Linked DNA regions of Zea mays: region 2 is linked to region 1. A link is a contact called in public Hi-C data. All regions are on one chromosome and are shown on one strand. Each heading gives the region's core, a stretch centred on a gene start, on an enhancer-like site or on the middle of the called end of the contact. The rest is flanking DNA. Distances are from core to core; before and after follow the strand shown.

The links. Hi-C and Micro-C count contacts between places; a contact is called where the count stands out from the background.
Region 2: a Hi-C map of ear shows a contact between it and region 1, with 2.8 times the contacts expected there. The contact joins the promoter of LOC103646632 here to the promoter of LOC100273674 in region 1. A contact is called at or near these places in 4 of 25 Hi-C or Micro-C datasets (ear, leaf, root tip and 1 more).

The regions. Positions count from the first base shown.
Region 1 is chr2:82,330,714-82,335,424 of Zm-B73-REFERENCE-NAM-5.0, reverse strand. LOC100273674 reads left to right here and starts at 2,168. Exons shown (of 13, transcript NM_001360290.1): 1 at 2,168-2,369; 2 at 2,472-2,529; 3 at 3,483-3,615; 4 at 3,715-3,770. The coding sequence starts at 3,499.
Region 2 is chr2:82,767,571-82,772,281 of Zm-B73-REFERENCE-NAM-5.0, reverse strand. LOC103646632 (protein SMAX1-LIKE 4) reads left to right here and starts at 2,363. Exons shown (of 3, transcript XM_008664143.2): 1 at 2,363-4,144. The coding sequence starts at 2,721.

The sequences.
Region 1 (4,711 bases), core at 919-3,418:
CGGGCGCGAGGTCGGCGGCCTGGTCGCGGTCGGCGCGCAGCACGCGCGCGATGTCCTGGTGGCGGCGCGGCTGGGGAAGGAGACGAGGGGCGGCCGCGGGTGGGGCCCGCTCGGCAGGGAGAGAGGGGGGGGGGGAAGAAAATCCTCCCCTAATGGCGGCTTGACTGTTGGGCCCTGATGGGCCGGTTAGATGTTAGGGTTTCTGAAATTCTTTTTTTATTTCTTTTCTATTAAAATATAAATAAATATATTTTTAAAAATTCTAAAAAATCATAATAATTATACCAAAATTTTTTATAACTAAAATATTTATTTTTGGACCAATAATTATTATATTATTTAATTGGATTTTTATTAAGAAGAAAATTTCTACTAAACATCCAAAATCAAACATGAATACAACAAAAATTATTCTAGATGCAAAATAAAAATCACACTTTATTACCCTAATTATCATTAATAATCTTAAATGTATTTTTTTAGTTGATGGTTTTTATAGTGTTACATGGAGTCTCTCACAAGTTACACAATTGTTTACAATCAAAATGGAGTAAGGATGGGAGTAGAAACGCACACAAGGGCACAACGCAGCAACAACACACACAAGTGAAAAGAGAGCGCACGAAACACAACGACAGAATTACAGCTCAAAAACGCGCTCAAATCTCTCTCTAGCAAAACAATAGCATGGTCGCATGGATTCAGAGCTGTAGTGTTCTCAAAGAGTGCTTGGGTACAACTCCATGGTGTCTAGAGGGTCCTTTTATAGCCCCAAGGGACCTAGGTGTCGTTGGAGCTCCATTTGGAAGGTCCTAGTTGCCTTCTATCCGCGAGTACACCGGACTGTCCGGTGCACACCGAACACTGCACAGTGCAACTATCATGAATCTCTGATTTGCTACTTTTTGCTTCTGGGCGGCACCAGACTGTCCCACGGGGGCACCGAACTGTCCGGTGCTCCTCCTGACCGTTGGCTCCGGCTAACGTGTCAAGTAGCCGTTGGCCGACTAACAAACCGGATTGTCTAGCATTCCGCGCGGACCATCCGATGAATTATAGCCGGGGGTGTTAGCTTTTCCCGAGAGCTGCCCAAACGACCGGACAGTTACCGAACCGTCCGGTGGGTGGCACCGGACCTTCTGGTGCTACTCAAAGAAGCCCAGATGCTTCTTTTCCATGCCAACTTTTCTTTGTTTTTTGGCTCGACTTCGTATAGTCCCTAACACTTAGAGTGTGTTTGGTTTGAGGAATGAAGTGATCCATCTTCTTCTCACTCTTCACTTTTTTATTTGGTTTGTGGAATAAAATGAGTTGATCCATCACCACCCCATTCCTCATAAGCTAATAATTAGTATATACATGAGGAGTGGATTGATTCCACCAAAATTGATGGAATGAACTTATGATGCATCACCTCATGAAGCATAGAGTGACTCCACAAACCAAACACACCATTAGACAATATATGATTAGTACCTAAAACAAGTGACTAAGTGCTAGAAACATACACTTTTTCACTTGGAACCATATAGATTTGTAGTATGTCTATTTTCAAGCCTAAAAGTGCCTTCGAAGTCGTTTTCTTGGGCCATCGCGAGTTTGCTTTATCGTAGCACGAACGATGGGTGCCAAATGTTGGGACCGACTGACACATGGTCAAGTGGGCCCAATCAAGAAAGAGGGAACACAAATGCTCAACAAAACAGTAAGTATGGAACTGTAGCGTCTTGTTAAGTGTGTCCCGTCCATGTACAATGTGAGGATATTTATAGGTAACCGAGCATGTGGGTGTGCCCCCCTAAGTAATGTTATGCACTCAGTTACCTGCTACCATCGTTAGAGCGATGTTAAGTACAATCTGCTTAAACGTACTACGGATCCTATCCAAGACGGGCCGACAAATGGGCCCAAATAACGGCGGGACACGGCCTGGCCGCCGCCCAACCACATGGTAGTTTAATCCCCTACTAGTCTCGGAGAGTCGCTCCGAGGAATGGGAGTCGTGCCCCACCGGCGGCAGCAGCACCGGTGACGCCGGCACGCCTAAATGCGTCGTCCCCTCGCCTCTGCGGCCCTCCGCCTCCGCTTCTTCTCTTCCACCTCCCCTGCCCGCCTTCTCTCGCCCTGCCCATTCCTTCTATCCCGCCGTGACGACGACGGCGGCCGCGAGGCCTCCTCGTCGCCGCTGCCCCCGCTCCCGCCTTCTGGCTCGGCTTTCTCCCCACGCCCGCTCCTCTTCTCTGCATCAGCTGCCGCGGGCCTCTTCAGCCTCCATGGCGGGTGGTGGAGGCAGGCTCTTCCTCCTGCAGCGTCGCGGCCCCTCGGCTCCGTCTCTGACGCAGCTCCCGTCCGGCTCACCATCTCCCGCAGTAAGGAAGGGCTGGCCCCTTCTTTGATTTCCTCGTTGTGCCTGCTTTTTCTATTTGCTTAGCTCTTGCCTTATGTTGGGTGCTGCTGCTCTTCTGATGCAGGTTATTCTCTGCGTGTGGCCAAGGGCAAGAAGAAAGCACATTTTGACGATGAACACAGGTAATTCCCCTTTCTTGGTCTCCCTCAGAAGTCACATTTTGACGATGGCACCCCTAACATTTCCCTCAGATGTCAGAACATTGCGTATCCAGCAAAACAGATTTCAGAAGTTGTGTTCTCGTCATGGATTATTGACATTCTTTGTTTTCATGCAAAATATAATAATTAGTATATTTATATATGAAACATTGTGATAAAGAAGATGCTCAACACAGTGCCTCGTACCCTATATCTATCTACTATATAAATCACCAGTTTCCATTGTTTCTACCGTCGTCGTGCGTGACCCCTCCTTGCTCCTCATTTTAATGGTGAAAAAGCTAAAATTATGTACAAATAAGGATTCAAACCATGATTTTTGCCTTGTTGGCTCCAAACCCACATTCATACCCACATAACAAACAAAATACACATGTTTTTGCGTTTTATACTTTATAATTAAGCATAAATGGAAACCGTAGCAACATATGAGTACCTAACAAGTATAAGATAAATTGCGATTTTGTGAGTGTGAGATGGTTTTGGTATATGTGCATCTGTGGATCTGTGCTGTGATGGAACACAAATGCTTTTGCCCTGATGTTATGACAGTACACAATTGGGGATATGTTATTCCATAATTTTTTTGGAGTTGGAGGCATAAGAGAATGTTATGCTCCCCATTCCTGGACGAGGTGATGAGACAAGGAAAAAAGCCCACTTAGAATATGCTTCTGATTGAACTATGAGTCTGAATCACGATGCTGCTGCACAATAAGTACTCATTGCAAATTACCCCTTTATTTTTTGTCATTGTGGTAAAGAAACACAATTACAAAGGATAACCTATACTAGTTGATCCAGCATTTTGTTATCAACAGAATAGTGTCATTGCTTCTTGTTTGGATTGCTCATGAAGTTATCTTTTGATGTACATTTCGTTTAATGTAATTGATATTGGAATGTGACCTCAGCCATCGAGCGGTTAACATGGCACTATGGTGCAACTTCCTCGTTTTCTCCCTAAAGTTTGGAGTGTGGATTTCAACTTCAAGTCATGTTATGCTAGCTGAGCTTGTGCATTCTGTTGCAGACTTTGCTAACCAGGTATGTTTTTTTTGCTATGCCAGTTGATGTTTATACCTTTCCTCTCTGTTTCATGACCATGAATAAAGAACTCAGATCTAATTGTTCATCAACTTTCAGGCTCTTCTTGCTTATGGTTTGAGCAGCTCAAGACGTGCTCCAGATGCTCTACACCCGTATGCATAATCCATTCTTCTGGAATATAATGCTTTGTCAGAAAATAACTGGAACATTCTTAGTTCTTTACTGTACTGTATTTATTTAAGTAAATTAATTCCTTCTTTTTCATGAATGAGAAATTGAGACTCTTTTCCTTTGATGTAAAATATGATGACTGATGGGGCATAGAATTGTGGACCTTGCACCCCGATTACATAGGCTGATTCCTAAAAGAAGGGTTCACAAGAGAACAGTGCTAGAAGCTCTCTCAAACCATAGCTGGATATCGGATATACAAGGAACCCTTACTGTTGGAGTTATTACGGACTACCTTTCCTTGTGGGATTTGATTCACTCAATTCAGTTAAGACAGTATGTTGCAGACACACACGTCTTTCGTCTTGCTGCCAATGGCAATTATACAACAAAGGCAGCATATGAAAGCTTCTTTATTGGGTCGACGTCTTTTGAACTTTTTCACAGAATATGGAGAACATGGGCACCACCAAAGAAAAAGTTCTTTCTATGGTTAGTAGCCCAACGAAGAGTCTGGACAGCTGATAGGTTGCAAAAAAGGGGCATGGCTCATCCTGTTGCGTGCCCCTTCTGTGACCAGGAGCAAGAAACACTTGATCACCTGCTGCTTGGCTGTGTTTTTACCAGGGAATTCGTTCAAACTTCTTTCTAAGGTGAACCTTCAAAACATAGCCCCACAGCTGGATGAAGGAACTTTTATGGACTGGTGGCAATGGATATGTACACAGGTTCAAGGTGTGGTACAAGAAGGGCTGAATTCTCTCATTATTCTTGGGATCTGGACCTTATGGACAAGGTTATTAAGGCGAGACATGGCGACCGACCCCCTTCCAAACGCCTAGGCGAGTTAGGCGTGCGGCGAGGCGACGCCATATGAGCATCGCCTAGGCGAGGATATGCAAAAAATCCTAACAATCTAACA
Region 2 (4,711 bases), core at 1,114-3,613, 440 kb before region 1:
CATGTAGGAAGACTTGCTACCATTTTCTAGTCTGAGAGAACAAATCAAGGAGTGGCAATCAGGACACGCTGCTTCACCAGAGGTGACAAATCTGGATACACTGCCTAGATCAGGGAAATCAGTGATGGTCCAAATTATTGCAACACACAACTGAAAGTATTCACCTTTAAGGCATCATAGGTTTTCACACCATTAACAAATATATCAAGTAGATCATAGACAAGGGGCTGAAAATTAATGTCCATATCACTACCCACAAAAGATCGATCAGGAATTAATACAGACAAGATAAATCTGAATCCTTCATGCACATCGAAGGTGGAAAGTTGAGTGGAACCAATATGCCAGGCAAAATACTGTAACTAACATTCATTGTCCTATATGGATTGAAACCATCTGTAGCTGATGCTCGGCGGATATTATGACTATCCATAGCAAATTCTAGATACTTTTCATCAATATCATTCCACAAGGGTGAATTGATAGGATGCCTAAGCCAACCATGTTTTACTATGTGTTCATCATGCCACCTTCTGAGGCTTGCAAATTTAGAAGAAACAAACAATCTTTGGAGTCTTTTCTTAATAGGGAAATAACGAAGAACCTTCCTACGAACTTTGTACTCATGTTTCCCATCTAGACTCTTCTTTTCTGATTTCCAATGTGAGACACTACATACCGAGCATGAATCAGATTTTTTATGCTTCTTCCAAAATAGAATGCAATCATTTTCACATGCATGAATTGTAGTGTACCCAACTCCTACAGATTTGACCACTTCCTTTGCTTTGTGAAAGTTTCTAGGAAGTGTCAAACCCTTAGGTAGTGCATCAACAAGTAAATCTACCAACAAATCAAAACTTCTATGCGTCCCTCCCCCAAGAAGTTTGATGTGAAGCAAACGAACTAGGAAACGTAGCTTTGAGTAGTTTTGGCAACCTCGATATAATTCTTGACTATTATCTTTTGCTAGCTTACGAATGGCTATTGTGTCTTCATTAGGTTCCTACAAGGGCACAATATCTTGTTCCCTACTGCTGAATGTCTAAATGCAAAAGCTAGGAAATCAATCACCCCTTGTTTATGAACCTGTGTATCCCTACATACAATACCTATGTTACATATCAATTTAACTATAGAAAAACTTAAGATTTGTTGTGAAAAGTTGCTTTGTACCTAGCCTTACTTGTGATCCATAATTTATCCGGATCAGAGGAGTTGATCACCGAAGGACGCCCAAACTATCGTATAGATCGCCGACCATCTCAGCCCGCGCCTCGCGCGACCGTCGTCGCCACCGCTGCCGGAGACGGTGGTGCCTCGCACGATCGCCAAAGAGGGCCATCACTGTCGTGCACGCGTGCAGAGCCGCCAACATACGAGCCTCTGGTCGTGGCCGGCGCTCGCTCCTCCCGAGCCACCGTCATCGCTACGCGCACCTTCGGGGCCATCATCGCCGCTCGCGCCTCGGGTAACCGCCGTCGACGAGTGAGGGGCGCATGCGTCGCTCGCTCGTGCCTCCCCGAGCCACGACCGGCGCTCTTGCCTCCGGGGCTGCCGGCGCCGCTGCACGCGACTCCAGGGTCACTGTCGCCGCTCGTGCCTCGAGGAACCACCGTCGTCGCTCGTGCGTCAGGATGGGGGCGTCAAAAAATAACAACCTTTTGCATAACATAAAAACAACAACCTTTTTTAGCATTAATAAGTCCACTCATAGCTATAATGCTAAAATTTTATTTATACCCTTGCTTAATGGAAATGATGAATAGTTGCTCCATGAGGTAGTGTGGGGTTTCAGGGTATGGTGGAACGGAACCGTTCCGCTTTCAATTTGTTCTTGTTTGGATTGGCTTTATGTAGAATAGAGTGGCTCTAAAAAGAAAAAATTATGCTCAAATGCTGAATCATCCGGCTGCCCAAAATCTCTGATATCTCCTATTATCTAGGTTGAAAGAGCTAGATTATGAGATTTTTTTTTGCTTTCCATAAAGTGTCACCTCTACATTACTGCACATGTCTAGAATATGTTGAAAACAAACATGGCCATAGACATATGGTCCTTCAAGTTTCTCAACAAAAAACCAAGGGAGCACCTCAGCATGGCTTGCATGGATAGCCATAGGCAGTTGGTGTGGAAGGGGAAGCTCGATTGATCCCTGCTTCCCTGAAAAAAACAGTCCTGTGCTCAGCCGAAGGAAAGGGCATTGGTGCGCACACTGGGCGTGACCGCGTGACACAGAAAGCAGGGAGCAAAGGCTGACGCGGCTAGGCTATGCAAAGGCGCGGCAGCTCAGCAGGCGGCATCCGCCACACTTCATAAACAGACAAACTAGCTACCCTCTATGCAGCCAAGCCACTTCAATCTCAAATTCTCCGTGAAATGGTTGAAGAGAGAATACTCTATAAAGGTAAACAAAAGCAGCCACAAAAGAAGGCAGCCAGCAGCGCTAGCCAGTCTAGGCACGTACACACACGGCCCCTATTGCCAAACAGCAGGAGAGCGCTCTCACCCTGATCTCTGATAAGGGAGAGGGAAGAATCGCTCATCAGGTGGCTCACACGCATCATTGCCGCGCGCTGCCTCCCAACGTTCCAGCACGAACGAAGGGCGTCTTTGCCTTCCATTGCTACGAGGGAGAAGCAAGAACGTGGGCACGTGGCACACACATCACATACAGCGTGTAAGGCACAGAGGGGGGGTGGCGGGGTGACGGCGAGGGATGCGGGCGGGGGCATACACCATCCACCAGTCGCTCAACGCCGAGGCGGCCGCTGTGCTGAAGCTCGCGCTCGCGCTCGCGCGCAGGCGCGGCCATGCGCAGGTCACTCCGCTGCACGTCGCGTTCGCGCTGCTGACCGGCCCCGCCGCTGCCGCCGCGTGCATGCAGCCTCTCGCGGCCTTCTACTCGCCCGCGTCTCTGGCGGCGCCGTACGGCCTGCTCAAGCGTGCCTGCCTGCGCTCGCACCCGGCGCCCGGCGCGGCGTCGTCTCACGGCGCGCCCCAGCACCCACTCCAGTGCCGCGCGCTCGAGCTGTGCTTCAACGTCGCGCTCAATCGCCTGCCCGCGTCCGGCCCGCACTCGCCGCCCTCCTCGATGACGGCGCCGTTCACGTCGCCGCTTATCCAGCCCAGCCCCACGCTCTCTAACGCTCTCGTCGCCGCCCTCAAGCGCGCGCAGGCCAACCAGCGACGCGGGTGCGTTGAGCTCCCGCAGCCACCGCCGCCAGCAAATGCGCCGCAGCCGCAGCCACTGCTCGCCATCAAGGTGGAGCTGGAGCAGCTGGTCATCTCCATCCTCGACGACCCCAGCGTCAGCCGCGTCATGCGGGAAGCCGGCTTCTCCAGCGCCACCGTCAAGAACAACCTCGAGGAGGAGAGCGCGCTCATGCCGCCACCTTCCTCATCGTCCCCGCCACCGCCGCCTCCGCCCATCCCTCCCCACTTCTTCATCGACTCCAGCATTTCCTCCGGCGGCAAAAGCGGTGACCGCTTCGGGCTGTGGCCAGCGCAGTTCTTGGCAGCGCCGGGCCCTGGGGCCTGCAGCGCCGACGTCCGCGCGGTCCTGGAGGTGATGGTGCGGAAGGAGGGACGTCGAAGCAACCCCGTTGTGGTTGGTGACTCGGTGTCCATGGCCGAGGCCGTGGCCGGTGAGCTCCTGCGGTGCCTCGAGCGCGGCGACGTCCCCGAAGCACTCGCCGGCGCTCACCTCCTAAAGCTGCAGCTCTCCTACGTGCACGTTCGCCTCATGAGCCGCGCCGACGTGAACGCCCGGGCGTCCGAGCTCCGCCGTAGCGTGGACGCCGTGCAGCTCCAGCGCGGCGGCGGGCTCGTCGTCTGCGTGGGCGACCTGCGGTGGGCGCTCGATGAGGAAGCGAACGACAACCACGCTGTCTCGTCGTACAGCCCCGTGGAGCACATGGTCGCCGAGCTCGGACGCCTCCTCGATGACCTCCGAGCCTCCCGCGTCCGCGCCTGGCTCGTGGCCACCGCCAGCTATCAGACGTACATGAGGTGGCAGCAGCGGCGCCGGCGGCCGCTGGAGTCCGCCTGGGCGCTGCAGGCTGTGGTGGTCCCCACCGGCAGCGGCAGCGGCCTGTCCCTCAACATCCTGCATTCCACATCGTCTTCTACCTCCCTCCCAAGGTAAGGAGCAAGCAAACCAGTTCCCAACCGAGAAACCTGTTTTCCTAAAGATCAGTGTACTATGCTCTCCTTCTGCCACCATGTTTCTGTCTGAGCTCGGGTCCTCCATTGCTGCCTTACTGTCTAGAACAAGCAAATGGGCAAGCTGAGTGGGCCATGCATATTGCGAGCTCCCCGTGAGGCTGCATCCACCTACAGGCTACAGGACACTACTCCTAGTTACTAGTAGTCATTAATGAATGCACTTCTTCTGCCTCAATTAGTAAACGCAATATAGTGAAATTATCTATGTACCATTGAACCTTCACTAAAGGTAACCAATGTACAATGATTACGTCTTGTGAATAGAGAAAGCTATATATAAAAAAAGAGTACTACGGTTATTTGGTTCATAGCTAAATATACAGCTATTTTCGAACAAATTTTGAATGTTCAAAGTGCACATACTTTATTTATTAAGAAAACGAGAGGGAGTAAACAAGGCAGTAGAGTGTTGCACAGAGGATCAGACGAAGAGGAAATAGTGGTTGATGAGGGACGGGATCGGGATGGTATTGGTAGCCTAGC